5 separate regions of the Mus musculus genome follow, and all the other regions are linked to region 1. Evidence: chromatin contacts called from public HiChIP or PLAC-seq and promoter capture Hi-C data. All regions are on one chromosome and are shown on one strand. Each heading gives the region's core, a stretch centred on a gene start, on an enhancer-like site or on the middle of the called end of the contact. The rest is flanking DNA. Distances are from core to core; before and after follow the strand shown. Region 1 holds the start of Cnot7 (CCR4-NOT transcription complex, subunit 7). Region 2 holds the start of Asah1 (N-acylsphingosine amidohydrolase 1). Region 3 overlaps Asah1 (N-acylsphingosine amidohydrolase 1). Region 4 holds the start of Mtus1 (mitochondrial tumor suppressor 1). Region 5 overlaps Mtus1 (mitochondrial tumor suppressor 1).

Region 1 (2,540 bases), core at 24-2,523:
CTAATATGCTTTATAAAATGTGCTGTGAAGCTGTTAGTTAATTGTAAAATCCATATATCGCAAAGCAGCTCTAATATTTGAAAGCCTGTAGCAGCCACGGACATATCTAATTTAAAAAAAAGACTGCAGCAAACAATTTTATATTTAAGAAAAAAAGTCGAAATAATCTGATTTCCTGTATTTCTAGTTTGACTACAATACAACAAGCAAACTCAAAAGACAACAGATAATGCAGATGGTTGTCTGGCAAGTCCTAAGTGTGGAGCCAAATAGAAGAAAGTGAGAAGTCTAAAGACTCTAACAATTACAAGACAGAAAGAGGTTATTGGAACAGGGTGAGCTTTAATTACAGACTCAAAAGGATTGTCACCAGGACAGAGTTAACTAAAAACACTGGCTTCCCTTTTCTTTGACGTTGCAACAGTTTAAATTTTCAGTTCATAAAACTGTTGGGAATTATCTTTCCAACTGTCTCTTAGCATGTTAACAATTCGAAGGCAATGCTACAATCAGGTAGATCAAAAGGAAAATTAGCGTGTGAGCTAGGGGTGCTGTATACAGATTAAAGAGAGATGACTCCGTTTGTCAGTGGAGATGAGCCAAGTCAAGAGAGGAGCTGAACAGCGGTGGGGCACCAGGGACACAAACTAGGGAAGCAAGCGCTTAACCCCACTGGAAGACCCATCAACAGGAGGCAGCTGATGGAGCGGCCTACGGATTCGCACACGGTGTGTTTGCAAGCAGCCCGCCCTCCCGTCCTACTTTACCCTGGGCCGAAGCCACCAGTCGTCACCTGGAATGGGAGTTCCGGAGTGACTCGATCAGCCGCTGCTTCTGCTGCTGGAGACTGGTGAGGCCGGCAGGGGACCCAGCCGCGGAGGATGACGCGCTCTTCGCCAGGGGAAAGAGCCAGCTCATCCTCCTCGGGTCCCCGGGCCCGAGGCCCTACAAGGTTCTGGCCTGCTGCTCCTCGCTTAGCCCAGTGCTTCCCGGGCGATCGAGCACGGCCCGGACGGGGTGCCCAGGGGCCGCGCCGTCTCCCACACGCCGCGCTCGTGAGTCCCTGGCCCCGGGGGTCCGAGCTACCACTGCGGGCGGCTGGAGAAGGGCGACTCGTCGGCTGGACGGAACCCCGGTGTGCTCCGGGCCACCACCACCCCGGGGTCAGTTAGCTAGGCCTGGTCGCCTTGCCGGCTCAGCTGCTCCAACGCCGGGGCGTTCGTCACCTGCCCGCCCCGCCTCCTGAGGGAGGGCCCCGCCCACCCGGCGCCCGGCGTCATCAGGCCGCGCCCTCGGCGGGACGTGCGAGGAGCGACGTCGCCGCGCTGGGCCGAGCGCCGCTCCAGCTCCCCTTTCCCCCTTTCGCAGGGCGAGAGGCGTCTATGGGGCTCCCGCCGCCGCCGCCGGTACCGCCACCGCCACCGCCGCCGCCGGGTGCTAGCTCTATGGCGAGGAGGAGGAGGAGGAGCGCGAGCTCAGAGACCCAAGTAGATCCGGCGGGGGCCCGGGCGTGCTGGGGCGCCTTGGGAAAAGGGGCTGGGAGTGGGGAGCCCGAGATTGGCGCGCGCGATGGCGCCCGCCTAAGCGTGGCTGTGTGGGACGGAACTGGCGGAGGCGGGGAGCCCGGGGGGACGGCGGTGCTAACGGGCGGGGGGCGGGTGGGGGCTGTCAGGGGCGCGGCGCGCAGTGATGACGCCACCGCTTTGTACCTGGGACTTCGTTGTGGGAAGGAAATTGCGAGTGGAGGGCGGTGGCCTACTTGGGGCCCCGGTGGCTTTCGTCCTCGGCAGTGGTTTTTGGGGGTAGTCGGTCTGGCTCTAGGCCATGCGAATAGGCACCCTGCTCCTGGCCGGCGGCCAGCCGAGCGACTTATCCTTGACATGAAGGCGGCCGTGCTCTCTCCACGTTGCTCGCCCACGGAGGACGCGCGACCTCAGGGATGAGAAGGCCTTGGCTGCCCCTTGGAGGGACCCCTGAGACCGCAGTAGAGAAGAGCGGGTGGAGGAAAGCAGGGTTAAAGTACAGTGTGTCGGTAGAGCGCGTGTAGGGACCGGTGTGAGGACGGAGGGGAGGAAGAAAGAAGGCGTGCCCTGCATCACCTTTTGTTTTCTCCAGCGTACATTTAGGAGTTTGGGACACCAGGCCACCCTCTTTTAACTCGCTGGTTTTGTCGGGGGTTATTGTGTGTTTGGTCCCTGTCCGTCTGATTAATTATCTTACCATTGTATACCGTGAACCTTGTGTGGATGGCAGAGACGTGAGGTCTCTCTTGGGTTGCCAGTTTTTGAAATTAGAAATTTTTAAATGTACACATTTCATTGCCTGCCTGCCTACCTGCTTGCTTGCTTTCTTTCTTTCTTTCTTTCTTTCTCCCTCCCGCTATATTTGTTTCTGAGATTGCCTAATGGCTTTTCAAAACATTTTTAAGAAAAATGTTTCCTCTGCTCTGCTTTGAATGAGTAAGATTTTTAAATGTTTTGTTAGAAGAATAAAAGCAAGCATTCTGTTATGAAACGTTTGATTTTGTTGATTTTTTTTTT
Region 2 (2,540 bases), core at 18-2,517, 860 kb before region 1:
TATTTTCCAATCTTGCTTACCTAAGTAAGATTTCTTTTTTTGTTTGTTTGTTTTTTTTTGTTTTGTTTTGTTGTTGTTGTTGTTGTTTTTTTTTTTTTTTTGAGACAGGGTTTCTCTGTATAGTCTTGGCTGTCCTGGAACTCAATTTGTAGACCAGGCTGGCCTTGAACTCAGAAATCCGCCTGTCTCTGCCTCCCAAGTGCTGAGATTAAAGGCACGCGCCACCACCGCCCGGCCCTCTAAGTGTTTCTTAATCCTGTGTTGTGTATCAACATCTAAACTTCCTCAAAAACAAACAAACAAAAAACAAACAAACAAAAGCCAACTTATTTATCATTTGCCTCCAAATTTAGGTGTTTTTTACACCAAAAAGGAAAAATACTCGGATCCCCAGCACAGGAGTCGGGGGTGAGAATTAAAATAGGATTTTAATGGTCCTGAGTGAGTTTTATAGAAGCATTTTTTTAAAAGCCTCCAAACTTCTTGAGATGCCTGTCGTCGAAGCAGAAAATGTAAATCTAGAGGCATTTTTTTCCTGTTGGATTCTAGATAACTCATCCTATTATGGAGAGCCTTGTCCAAGGTAAAAGCCAAGCAAGTATTTCACTTTTATCTGCTTTTCAAAGTAGACTATGAAGTACCAAGTACCTGTCCTAGGTTTAGGTCCGCTGGACCAACTGGCTTCTCACGAGCTAAAGGAAAACAGGAGTTGAGTAACGCGGCGACAAATACATCGATGAAGGTCCCACCCCTTCAACCTCTCCAACCCCGGACATAACAGCAAGAAACTAAAATCTAAATCCTAGGATTTAGCAGTGCCTTAAGTACCTAGAGTACCCGAGAGATGAAACTTCTGACCCTGACACTTGTCCTCTCTGGTTGTGATCCCTCGGGCAGGATGGATGGATTGAGTGACTCACTTGGAGCCAGCCTTCCCCAGAAGGCAAACTAGGTCTGACGCTATGCTCTGAAACTCTGTCCCTTTGGTGGGCTCAGGAACCGCGACGCCTAGGAGCCAACCTCTCCCGAGTCAGTCGGCGTCCGCCCTCAGAAATCCTCCAGCACCAGCGTCTTGCCCCGGCCCCCGCGCTCCAAACGAGTGAAGGCCAGAGGAAAACTGGAAGTCCCGCCCCGGGGTGCGGCTAAGGCTGGACGAAACCACTGCGTGGCGTGCTGGGGGCGCAGCCCCTCTCGGCCCTGTGCGCGGACTCCGCTCTAGGGACTCGGCCCGGCGCCTCTATCTCTGGCGTGTCCCCTGCCGTGCATGGTGTGGCCCAGGGTCGCTGATCACGCGTTGGGGTGCGGCCTGCTGCTGGTGGAGGTGGTCCCTGCTGCAGCTGCTGCTAGAGTCCCTCGGAGCGGCGCTTGCAGCTGGGAAGATGCGGGGCCAAAGTCTTCTCACCTGGGTCCTAGCCGCGGCAGTCACCTGCGCCCAGGCACAGGATGTGCCGCCGGTGGGTGAGCTCCAGCCGAGGCACAGATGGGGGTGCAGGCGCGGGCTCAGGGGGAGGTGGGCGCAGCTGTGGCGGGGCGGGTGAGGGACACCTGCTCGCGGTCTGTATCTTCCGTGAGGCGTCGGGGGAACTCTGGTTCGGTCCCGCGGAGTATGGGTGCAAATGTGGCTTGTGAACCCCGGGCTAAGTGGCTTTGCTGCTGTATGGACCGAGTACACATTTTAGGGAAGTTCTAACTTTCAAGAACAACTGTGTAGGATTCACGCATTCTCCAATCTTATATTTGAGATTACCAGCTACTGTAGGCGGAACTCTCCAGAGAAAAAGCTAACGATTGACTGGTGGCCGTAGTATTTTCTGCCTGGTTACCTAGTGCTTTTTCCTGAAGAAACCATCGCAGGAAGCTATGGGTCACATGCAGTCTTAGCCCAGATGATGGGAACCCACCCCCACCCCGCCCCCCTAAGAAGGCTGTACTGGCTGTGGCCTTCACGCCCAGGCATGGAATGTCTGTCTGTACCGTGGTGCTGCTCGACCAAGTCACAATGCCACAGACTTTATATATCCGCAAGAGACTGTGAGGAACTAACATGATTCTTGTATTTACTAGAAGAGGAAGTATAGCCCTGGAGTGAAAAATGTAGCCAGAGGTCACATCGTTGTTCCCAGAAACATTTCTAAGTTCAGCCTCTAGGTCAAAGCCCGACAGCGACATTTCATAGATCGATTCTATAAAGGCTATAGAATTGAAGACTGTTTTGTTGCCAGATTTGATAACTAGGAACCTGGATGCACCTTACCTGTGCCAGATGACAAGAATTTTGAAAAGAGGCAAGACATTGGAAATGGGAGCAGCAGGAGTTCTTTTAATTTTATTCCTAGAAGGAGAAATGCTTTTTTGAATTTGAGAGAGAGAGAGAGAGAGAGAAAATTAGCCAGCCACTAGAATAGATACTTAGTAGATAAAAGTAGAATGCACATCAGGGCAGAGGGTGGCACACGCCTTTAAATCCCAGCACTTGGGAGATAGAGGTAGGCGAATGTTCTAGGACAACAATGGACACAGAGAAACCTTGTCTGAAAAAC
Region 3 (2,540 bases), core at 25-2,524, 840 kb before region 1:
AAGTAATTACCAAATATAAATAACTCTAGAGAAAAATAGATTAATAGTTCATGATAATACTGAGATTCATCAAAACATAAATAAACTGAGAATAAGCTAGGCTGAGGTCAAAATGCAGGCTAAGCACAGAATGTTAGCATTTAACAAGACAGAAGCATGCCGCACACCTTCAGATTCAAAGGTGAATGGCGTTTTCCTTTAATGTCATGGTTGTTAACATCAGCAAAACCTTTCCCTGGTTTTTCTCCCCCACAGGAGAGATTATTTCATTCAACATTTTCTATGAATTGTTTACCATGTGTACATCAATCATAACTGAAGATGAGAAAGGTAATCTGCAGAGAACATCATACAATGTACTTTTTAGAATAAGTTAGAACATGTGCTAAGTAGGCTTGCTATTTCAATTGTGTGTCTGTTATATATCATTTAGTATATCCTGGTAAATTCTTATAAGTGCATTGAAAATTAGTCTTATTTTAAGATTACTATAATGCTTATTAAACTTTAAATGAGACGTGGAAAATGTGGAAGAAGTGTTCTAGACCAGAAGCATTCTTTGTAAAAGAGATCATGTTAAGTGTCTGAGTGTTTGCTTTAATGTGTTGACTGTGTACCATGCGCATGTCTGGCACTCCAGGAGGCTGCAGAGGGCATCTGATCCCTCCCAACTGCAGCTACAGACACTTACAAACTGCCAAGTGCCTGCTGGGAACTAAACCTGTGCTGTCACTAAGAGCAGCACGTGCCCTTAACCACCGAGGCATGCCTCCAGCCCCTCAGAAACTTTTGTGTTTTCTGCATATCTGCATAGTCCCTTTATCCCCACCTGTATAACTGAGTAGAAGGAAGTGTTCACCAGGGGCCTCTGCTACCCGCGCTGAGGCAGTGTCTTGGTCACTATTCAATCTGTGAAAAGACCATGGCCAAGATAGCTCTTATGAAATAAATATTTAATTGGGACTTGTTTCTGCTTTCAGAGGCTTAGTCCATTATCATCATCATGCTTAGCAGCAGGCAGGAAGCCATGGTGCTGGAGAAACAAACCCCTGAGAGCCTCACTGATCTCTAGGCCGAAGGGAGGGGGGAGAACAGGAACCTGGCCTTGGTGCGGGCTTTTTGAAAACTCAAAGCCCATCCCCAATGACACACTTCCGCCAACAAGGCCACACCTAATACTTCTCAAATAGTGCCACTCCCTGATGACTAAGCATCCAAATACTTGGGCCTGTGGAGGCCATTCTCATCCAAGCCACCTCAGGCAGTGACAGAGGTTTTTCTGGAGTCCCAGAACAAACACTCTCATAGTTTCTTAGTCAGCAAGCACTGTGTGTGAGAGCTTCACTTTCCTAGATTTTCCTGGCTGGACACCAAGACACATGACCCTGGCTATTGACTTACACCTAAGACTTGAGATGTCCATTTGTAGGTGGCAATCAAGGAACTGGGTAAGTCGTATTATGAGGTTATGTCCTGGCAGAATTGCTTTGCAGTTGTTCAAGGAATAACCATTGATTTGTTTCCATATCTGAGTCAGATTTTAGATACTGTGATATCTAACGTGTGCTTGTAACACCAGTTTGAACTTGTTAAGGCTTTTTCCTGGCAGCCAGGGTTCTTAATTATTATACATTGCTTGGTAAAACAGTTTTGAATGTGAATATTCACAGCTGCCTATGTCCATGTATTAAGAATCCATTGTATTTTAACTGTGGATTCATGTCTCTCTCACTTTCTTCTTAAAAGGTCATTTACTACATGGGAGAAACATGGATTTTGGAATATTTCTTGGGTAAGTAAGCAACTTGACCTACTTTTACTACCTTAGAAGAGTAGATGATAGAATTACCTTGATGAAAAGTAAACGCCCCTCATGCGCAGAGGAGAGCCGTGGGTGAGGATGACGGGATTCCTTAGTGTTAGAAAGGCAGGCACCTGGGGCGTCTCAGTCACTTAGGAGGCGTATCGCAAGAGTTGCACGCAGTGGACAGGAATTTGGACCATGCTTGAGGGCGCAGATCCTTATTTTCATTTATTGCTGAAGTCTGCCATCTCGGCCTTTATGAAAACATGATGGCTTTCTAATAGAGATCGTCATCTGAATCTAGGTCTCGCTGTTGATGTGACCAGAATTAGTCAGCTTTTCTGAGCATCAAGTTTTAGCCCCTGGAAAAAGGATGAAGCCACCCTGTTTTTGGATGAAGAAATGTTTATTCTGGCTTACAGTTCATAGGTTTCAGTCCATGGTCAGCTGGCTCTTCTGTTTCTAAGGCTAATAAGGCCTCAGAGCATCGTGTTGGTTGGAGCAGGTATCAGAGGAGGCTGTTTACCTCGTCGAGAGAGGAGTGCAGTAAAGACAGTGTAGCCTCCGAGGGTATACATCCGAGGGTATCCATCCAGGACCCTGCTTCCTTCATACGGGACCCAGCTCCTAAGTTGGCATTATCTCCCAATAATCTCTCAGCTTATTAACCCATCAGTAGATTAATCTAATCACTCCCTAAAGCCTTACCTCTGAACATCAGTTCACTGAGGACTGG
Region 4 (2,540 bases), core at 28-2,527, 620 kb before region 1:
GTGCCTGCCTTGGCTGCCCTCACAGTGTGACCATGTGCAAGTCACTTGGCTTTTCTGAGCTTCGGTTGCCTCACTCAAATAATAGAGATAATAATCTAACCTATTTACAGCAGGGTCTACTTGTGAGCGAAGAATGGATCATTGTTCACGTGAAAGCACTTAAAGCTATAAACAGCAAAGCTATTAGATCATCCAGCATTCGTGGTATAGGCAACCTCTGAAATGCTGCTTCTGCTCCCTCACCCCCACCCCCGTCCCCCGCCTCTGCGCTCCAAGAAATGTACTGAAAATGCTTTTTCAGCAATCCCAGGCCACGTAGTTTTATATATGTATACACACATGCATACATTAAACTTAGAGTTCTGGGTTGTCTGACATGTTCAGGAATGTTTTTATCTGTTACAAGCAGGCTATCAATCTTTAGGGAAAAAACCTTATATTAAAATATGCTTAGTGGAGGCTGAAATTTCCTCAGTTTGATTCAAGAACAAGGACTTTGGCTTTCAAGTGGCCAGACCTAGCTTCTCTTCCTAGCTTCTCCCACTACCCCAACCCCACCCCCATCTGAACTTCTAACAGTCGGAGTGCTGGTTTCTTTAATCTTTAATAGGTGCTCGCTAGTAATCTGCTCGGAAGTCTGAAGACAATATAGGGCGCAGGTGGGACTCTCCGAGAACAATCAGTGCTGCTTCCTTATAAACCCTTACGCTGATAAGCCTGCAACTTCCCCACCTCCCAACTCCAAAGCCCTTCGCGGGACAGGGAATTCTGGCTGCGAGGGGACCCAGGAGGAGCCAATCCTCCCTCTGGCTAGCTAGCCTGTCCGACGGTCCTGGGGCCCCAAAGTTGGGCTTGGCAGAGCTTAGCTTTCCCACCAGGACGTGAATGGTTTGGGGTCGCGCGGGACAGCCAGCCAAGCGCGCAGTCAGCAGCGGTGGCTTTGCGACACACGTGGCAACAGGTGCAGCGCGATCCAGGACGTACGCCCGGGGCTTGTGGCTTATGTTGACGTTTAGCCAGGGAGCCCGACCCGGCTGGCGACCGTAGTGGAGCTCCGCGGGAGTCATCGTGCCTCAAGGAACCCCTGCTCGTCTCTCAGGTTAGTTTTTTTGGGGGGCACTGCCCCTTCTGCCCCCCTCTCCCCCCCGCAACCTGGCCTTTGTCTGGGCTCTAGGAGCCGCCGCGGGCGAGGGGCGAGGCCACCCAGCCCAGGATCCTCCGCCTTCGCTCCTCCCCCTGGCGGCCCGGGGCGGGGAGGCTGGGACGCCCGGGCTCCGGGTTCCCGGTTCCCGCCTGGCCGCCAGGGTGCTGGTGCGGGTTGGGGTCGATCTGCAAGCCCCAGGTACAGACGTCTCCAAGGCAGGACCCGCCGAGGGTGCAGAACGCCGTGGCTCCCCCCAGGGCTGGCTCCCCGGCTCTGCGGGCAAGCGCGGAGTGGATCCCATTCCGTCGCCCATCCCGGCCGCGGTGGGGACCTCCGGAGAACGAGGAGCTGGGGAGCGGCGACTGCAACGCACTCACGGTGACCGGACTGGCTTTCCGGGGAGGGGGGCGGGTGTCCTAGTGGGTTTCAAAGTAGGAGGAGTGGGGAGGCTGAGCTCACGTGGGACCCGCGGGGCTCCTGCAGGACAGCGGGCTGCAGTTGCTGTCACCTTGAAAGTGACCGAGGCGGTGGGTTTATTGTGGATAAAGGACAACTGTCAAGTTTGCATCCTCGGTGGAAAGCCGCCCACCAAGCGCTGGATTCTGGCTCTGGACCTGGCAGCCTCAGGCTTCCGGCTGGGCGACTTGCCGGGGTCCATTCCCACTAAGCAGTCAGGGCAGAAAATATGGGAGAAAGGGAATTAGTGCAGTTCCCCAGGTCCTCATGCGGGTTTTACTCCCTGCAGCCTGCGGGTTCTTACAAACTCTAAGGGAAAGCCCACGTTGAGGGTCGCCGTATTGATTACTCAATAGAGGACTTAGCTCGAATTTCCGCGAAGTCTTTGCGCCCCCCCCCCCAACTAGGGTGATCTGTTCACTTTTCACTTGTAAAAGTGACACATTGAATTGTAAACATAGCTTGCATACTGGCACTCACTCTGCAAAATGCTACTTTTAAATTGTCTTGTGTTCTACCAGAGGAAATCCAGTGTATTTTGTTTGTCTTAAAACCAGAGTCTTAGGCAAAACAGGAGGAAAGCGAGCTTTCATGTTCTGCCAGGTGATTGGAGTTCAATCAAGGTATCAAATCACAGCGCGGTGGGGGTGGGAGTGGATTCCGGGGATCCGGAGACAACTTGTGGGAGGGCAAAAAAGAGGTGGGGTCGGGCCCCCGCTAAACATATGACCTCTGTAAGGAATGTTTTACAAATAGGTTATCAGTTTAAATAGTTCATCCCCGTTCTCTCCAGCAATCCCTTTAGGGCAATCTGTACTCTGTTGTGTGGGTGTGTTTAAACTTCTTGTTTACAGATTTATTTCTCAAGAACTGTATCGATAAGAAAAGTTATGCAAGAAAACCTGTTCCTGCCCTGTTTTTTTAAAAAAGGCATAGAATT
Region 5 (2,540 bases), core at 21-2,520, 540 kb before region 1:
CAGACACTAGAATAAACAATAAATAAATTAATTAAAATTTAAAATGAGCTTTAATTGCCCTCGACTACAAAATATACCACGCTTTGTCTTTTTAAAATTGATGCTGTGTTTTGATGATTAATTCTTACCAGTCTTACTACGAATTAGATACTATATTGTCTATATTTGAAAAAGTGTACTTGATCAAGTTGTTTATATGTTGGAATTTTCTCAGTGGATAGCTGTAACCTAAAATTTAGAGGTTAAAGGAGGGCTTTTAGAAAATGAAATCACTGCTATTTACAAGATAACTAGAGATTTGCCTAGCATTTCCAATAAAGTGTGTGTTTATATTTCTGTCCCATTCTAGGTCCTTCAAGGAAGAGTCTGTTTACAGCTTTTAATTCAGGTAAGTGGCCACTTTATGAATATATTAAAATATTTTTATTTGAAAAGTAATGATTAAACATACTGAAATTTATTTGTAATTACTTTTGCTGGTATAGTTCTAAGTCGAAATTCAGGATTTAAGGTGTAACTAGCTGCTATGACATGGGCATTTGGGCAGCATGATTTGTTGAGCCATCTAACACAGAGGATGACATCTTGTTATACAGATCAAATTAACTTAAACTGATTTTTAAAATATGGTTCATGTGAAATAAAACTGGATACTTCTCCAAATGTGTTATTTTAAATCAGATCATCTTTAATTGTAAAATGGTCTTAAGGTATAACTTTTAACTTCTTGTACTAACTCAACAGTTAGTTCTATGTTTCTGACTTCCCCCATACACATTCTTGGTCGGACATTTCTAAGACAGCCTATAACTTAAAGCCATTCAACTACACTGTCTAATACTTCCTTTGGGGGATCTAAAGATCTTGTAAAATGTATTCATTGACGTTTCTCTGTATGACACGCAGGACTGTATGCAGCCAGCCATGCACTGCCTACAGGTTCTCATTTTTTATTACAGTGCTAGTATAAGTCACATGGCTCCCATTGCACATCACAGCAGAAAGCCAGAAAAAAGAAAGGCCACGTTACAGCGTGTAAAGTCTCTGTTATACAGGATCTCACATTGTCAGCACAGAATTCAACCATGAGCTGTGGGTTCCTACCCGGCTGTACGCATGTCAGTTAGTTTCACAACTCAAGGTGGGCCTGGAATTAGTTTGAGCCTACTGAGGAAAACTTCCCCTGTGTGGCTTTTGAAGCAACCCTGCTTGGAACTATTGACATTCCTTTTTGTTACATGCCGTGGAGTGATCAGCTTTAATGGGTCACCCAGTGTAAGTGTGATAGCATTGAGCCTCTTGGCTATTCGAGTTGGTTCTCTGTCACATTCACAGTGATTGCATTATGAGTTGTTTTGCAATCATTTCTGTCAACGTTTGCGAAGTTTTCTTGTGACGGCTACTTCAGAGTGGAGCGCACATGCGTTGTATAGTTGCTTGGATAATCATATTATTTTCAAAAAGCTTCATACTAGTTTCTGATATGATCCACAATATAGAAGCACTGGCCATATGCTGGCCAATCGCTGATTGATTGATTGATTGATTGATTGATTGATTGATTTTTAAGATATTTTATGTATTTTATTTAATGTTGTAAAGACTATTTTTTTTAATGTGTGTTTTGCCTGAATGTCTGCCAGTGTACCACATGCATTCAGTACCCTGGAAGGCCAAAGAACAGTGTCACATCCCCTGGATCTGAAGTTAGTTGTGAGCTCCCATGTAGGTTCTGGGAACTGAACCCTGTTCCCCAGTAATGCGTTTAATCTGTGAGCCATCTCTCCAGCCCCTGATTGAGGGGTTTTTTTTTTTTTTCGGGAGTGGGTGAGGGGGGAGTGTATGAAATAATATTTGAAAATTTCCATCATTATTTTAGTTTAACAGTTATTGTAAAGAAATTCTGTTACCTCCGAAGACAATGAAGAAGCTGTGACCTTGTGCGGCTCGGACGTTGGTGTAAATCTTGATTCTCCTCCTCTCTATTTCCGTCCTGACCTCTGGCTACTTGCTAAGCCTCTCCAGGGCTTGAGTTTCTCGTCTGGCTGCACGGGAATGTTCAGGAGATAAATCCCAGTGTGGGAATGGGTTTGACCGTGTAGACTATTTTCATCCCTAGCTCTCACATGGTAGCTGCCCCTGCTGCTACTGCTATCGAGGCTAACAGTACTTCTTGTTGATCGCTTTTCATGGCTTTACATTGAAGGCGCCTCCCCAATCCCACCCTGATGTGTTCTAGGAAACCCTCAAAGCAAGTGGGGAAACCCACTGAGGCTATGAACCACCTTCCAGAGGTCTAGCCGGTGTGGTTTATTTAAAGGGTATTACACTATGGAATTCTAGGCAACACTGGCTCTAAATAAAACGTGCCTGCTGTTTATGAGGAAGTTGTCATACCCACAGCATTTACCGTGGCTCCGACACTCATAGTTGCTCTTGGGGATATCTCAGGCATCCCAAGTTGTGTTTACCCAGTCCGTGGACTCCTTTATAGATCATCCCTGCCAGGTGCCATGGTGTCTGCCCTGGGAGCAGGAACA

What was found. Promoter capture Hi-C pulls out the DNA fragments that hold promoters and counts their contacts. HiChIP or PLAC-seq counts read pairs in DNA pulled down with a chosen protein or histone mark.
Region 2: a contact with region 1 is called in a promoter capture Hi-C map of pre-B cells. The contact joins the promoter of Asah1 here to the promoter of Cnot7 in region 1. A contact is called at or near these places in 16 of 39 promoter capture datasets (the 3T3-L1 cell line, 3T3-L1-derived adipocytes, the C10 cell line and 10 more), 10 of 115 datasets of contacts at active chromatin or transcription factors (DN3 thymocytes, astrocytes, bone marrow-derived macrophages and 7 more) and 2 of 9 other capture datasets (adipose tissue and liver).
Region 3: a contact with region 1 is called in an HNF4G HiChIP or PLAC-seq map of pancreatic cancer cells. The contact joins the enhancer-like site here to the promoter of Cnot7 in region 1. A contact is called at or near these places in 16 of 39 promoter capture datasets (the 3T3-L1 cell line, 3T3-L1-derived adipocytes, the HPC-7 cell line and 12 more), 4 of 115 datasets of contacts at active chromatin or transcription factors (bone marrow-derived macrophages, extraembryonic endoderm stem cells, pancreatic cancer cells and 1 more) and 2 of 9 other capture datasets (adipose tissue and liver).
Region 4: an H3K4me3 HiChIP or PLAC-seq map of embryonic stem cells shows a contact between it and region 1, with 9 read pairs. The contact joins the promoter of Mtus1 here to the promoter of Cnot7 in region 1. A contact is called at or near these places in 9 of 39 promoter capture datasets (the 3T3-L1 cell line, 3T3-L1-derived adipocytes, cranial neural crest and 5 more), 2 of 484 Hi-C or Micro-C datasets (embryonic stem cells and uterus), 4 of 115 datasets of contacts at active chromatin or transcription factors (bone marrow-derived macrophages, embryonic stem cells and pancreatic cancer cells) and 1 of 9 other capture datasets (adipose tissue).
Region 5: a contact with region 1 is called in a promoter capture Hi-C map of neutrophils. The contact joins the enhancer-like site here to the promoter of Cnot7 in region 1. A contact is called at or near these places in 20 of 39 promoter capture datasets (the 3T3-L1 cell line, 3T3-L1-derived adipocytes, the C10 cell line and 12 more), 12 of 484 Hi-C or Micro-C datasets (CD4 T cells, cardiomyocytes, cerebral cortex and 9 more), 10 of 115 datasets of contacts at active chromatin or transcription factors (astrocytes, bone marrow-derived macrophages, embryonic forebrain and 5 more) and 4 of 9 other capture datasets (adipose tissue, liver, macrophages and 1 more).

What each region holds. Positions count from the first base shown.
Region 1 is chr8:40,510,487-40,513,026 of GRCm38.p6, reverse strand. Cnot7 (CCR4-NOT transcription complex, subunit 7) reads left to right here and starts at 1,273. Exons shown (of 7, transcript NM_011135.5): 1 at 1,273-1,487. It overlaps Vps37a (vacuolar protein sorting 37A), which reads right to left and starts at 1,244. Exons shown (of 12, transcript NM_033560.3): 1 at 794-1,244. The coding sequence starts at 918.
Region 2 is chr8:41,373,424-41,375,963 of GRCm38.p6, reverse strand. Asah1 (N-acylsphingosine amidohydrolase 1) reads left to right here and starts at 1,267. Exons shown (of 14, transcript NM_019734.3): 1 at 1,267-1,454. The coding sequence starts at 1,380.
Region 3 is chr8:41,347,340-41,349,879 of GRCm38.p6, reverse strand. It overlaps Asah1 (N-acylsphingosine amidohydrolase 1), which reads left to right. Exons shown (of 14, transcript NM_019734.3): 6 at 256-330; 7 at 1,747-1,792. Among named protein-coding and RNA genes, the nearest start is that of Asah1, 26 kb to the left of the region's middle. Within about 2 kb of position 1,274, at least 56 of the 459 cell types and tissues checked have an H3K27ac peak or open chromatin away from gene starts, as enhancers often do. A contact at or near this core is called in embryonic stem cells, extraembryonic endoderm stem cells, pancreatic cancer cells and 2 more, where this site is marked.
Region 4 is chr8:41,132,463-41,135,002 of GRCm38.p6, reverse strand. It overlaps Mtus1 (mitochondrial tumor suppressor 1), which reads left to right and starts at 1,277. Exons shown (of 14, transcript NM_001005863.2): 1 at 1,277-1,522.
Region 5 is chr8:41,045,896-41,048,435 of GRCm38.p6, reverse strand. Mtus1 (mitochondrial tumor suppressor 1) reads left to right here. Exons shown (of 14, transcript NM_001005863.2): 5 at 350-388. Among named protein-coding and RNA genes, the nearest start is that of Gm16193, 5.9 kb to the left of the region's middle. Within about 2 kb of position 1,270, at least 26 of the 459 cell types and tissues checked have an H3K27ac peak or open chromatin away from gene starts, as enhancers often do. A contact at or near this core is called in bone marrow-derived macrophages, granulocyte-monocyte progenitors, hematopoietic stem and progenitor cells and 3 more, where this site is marked.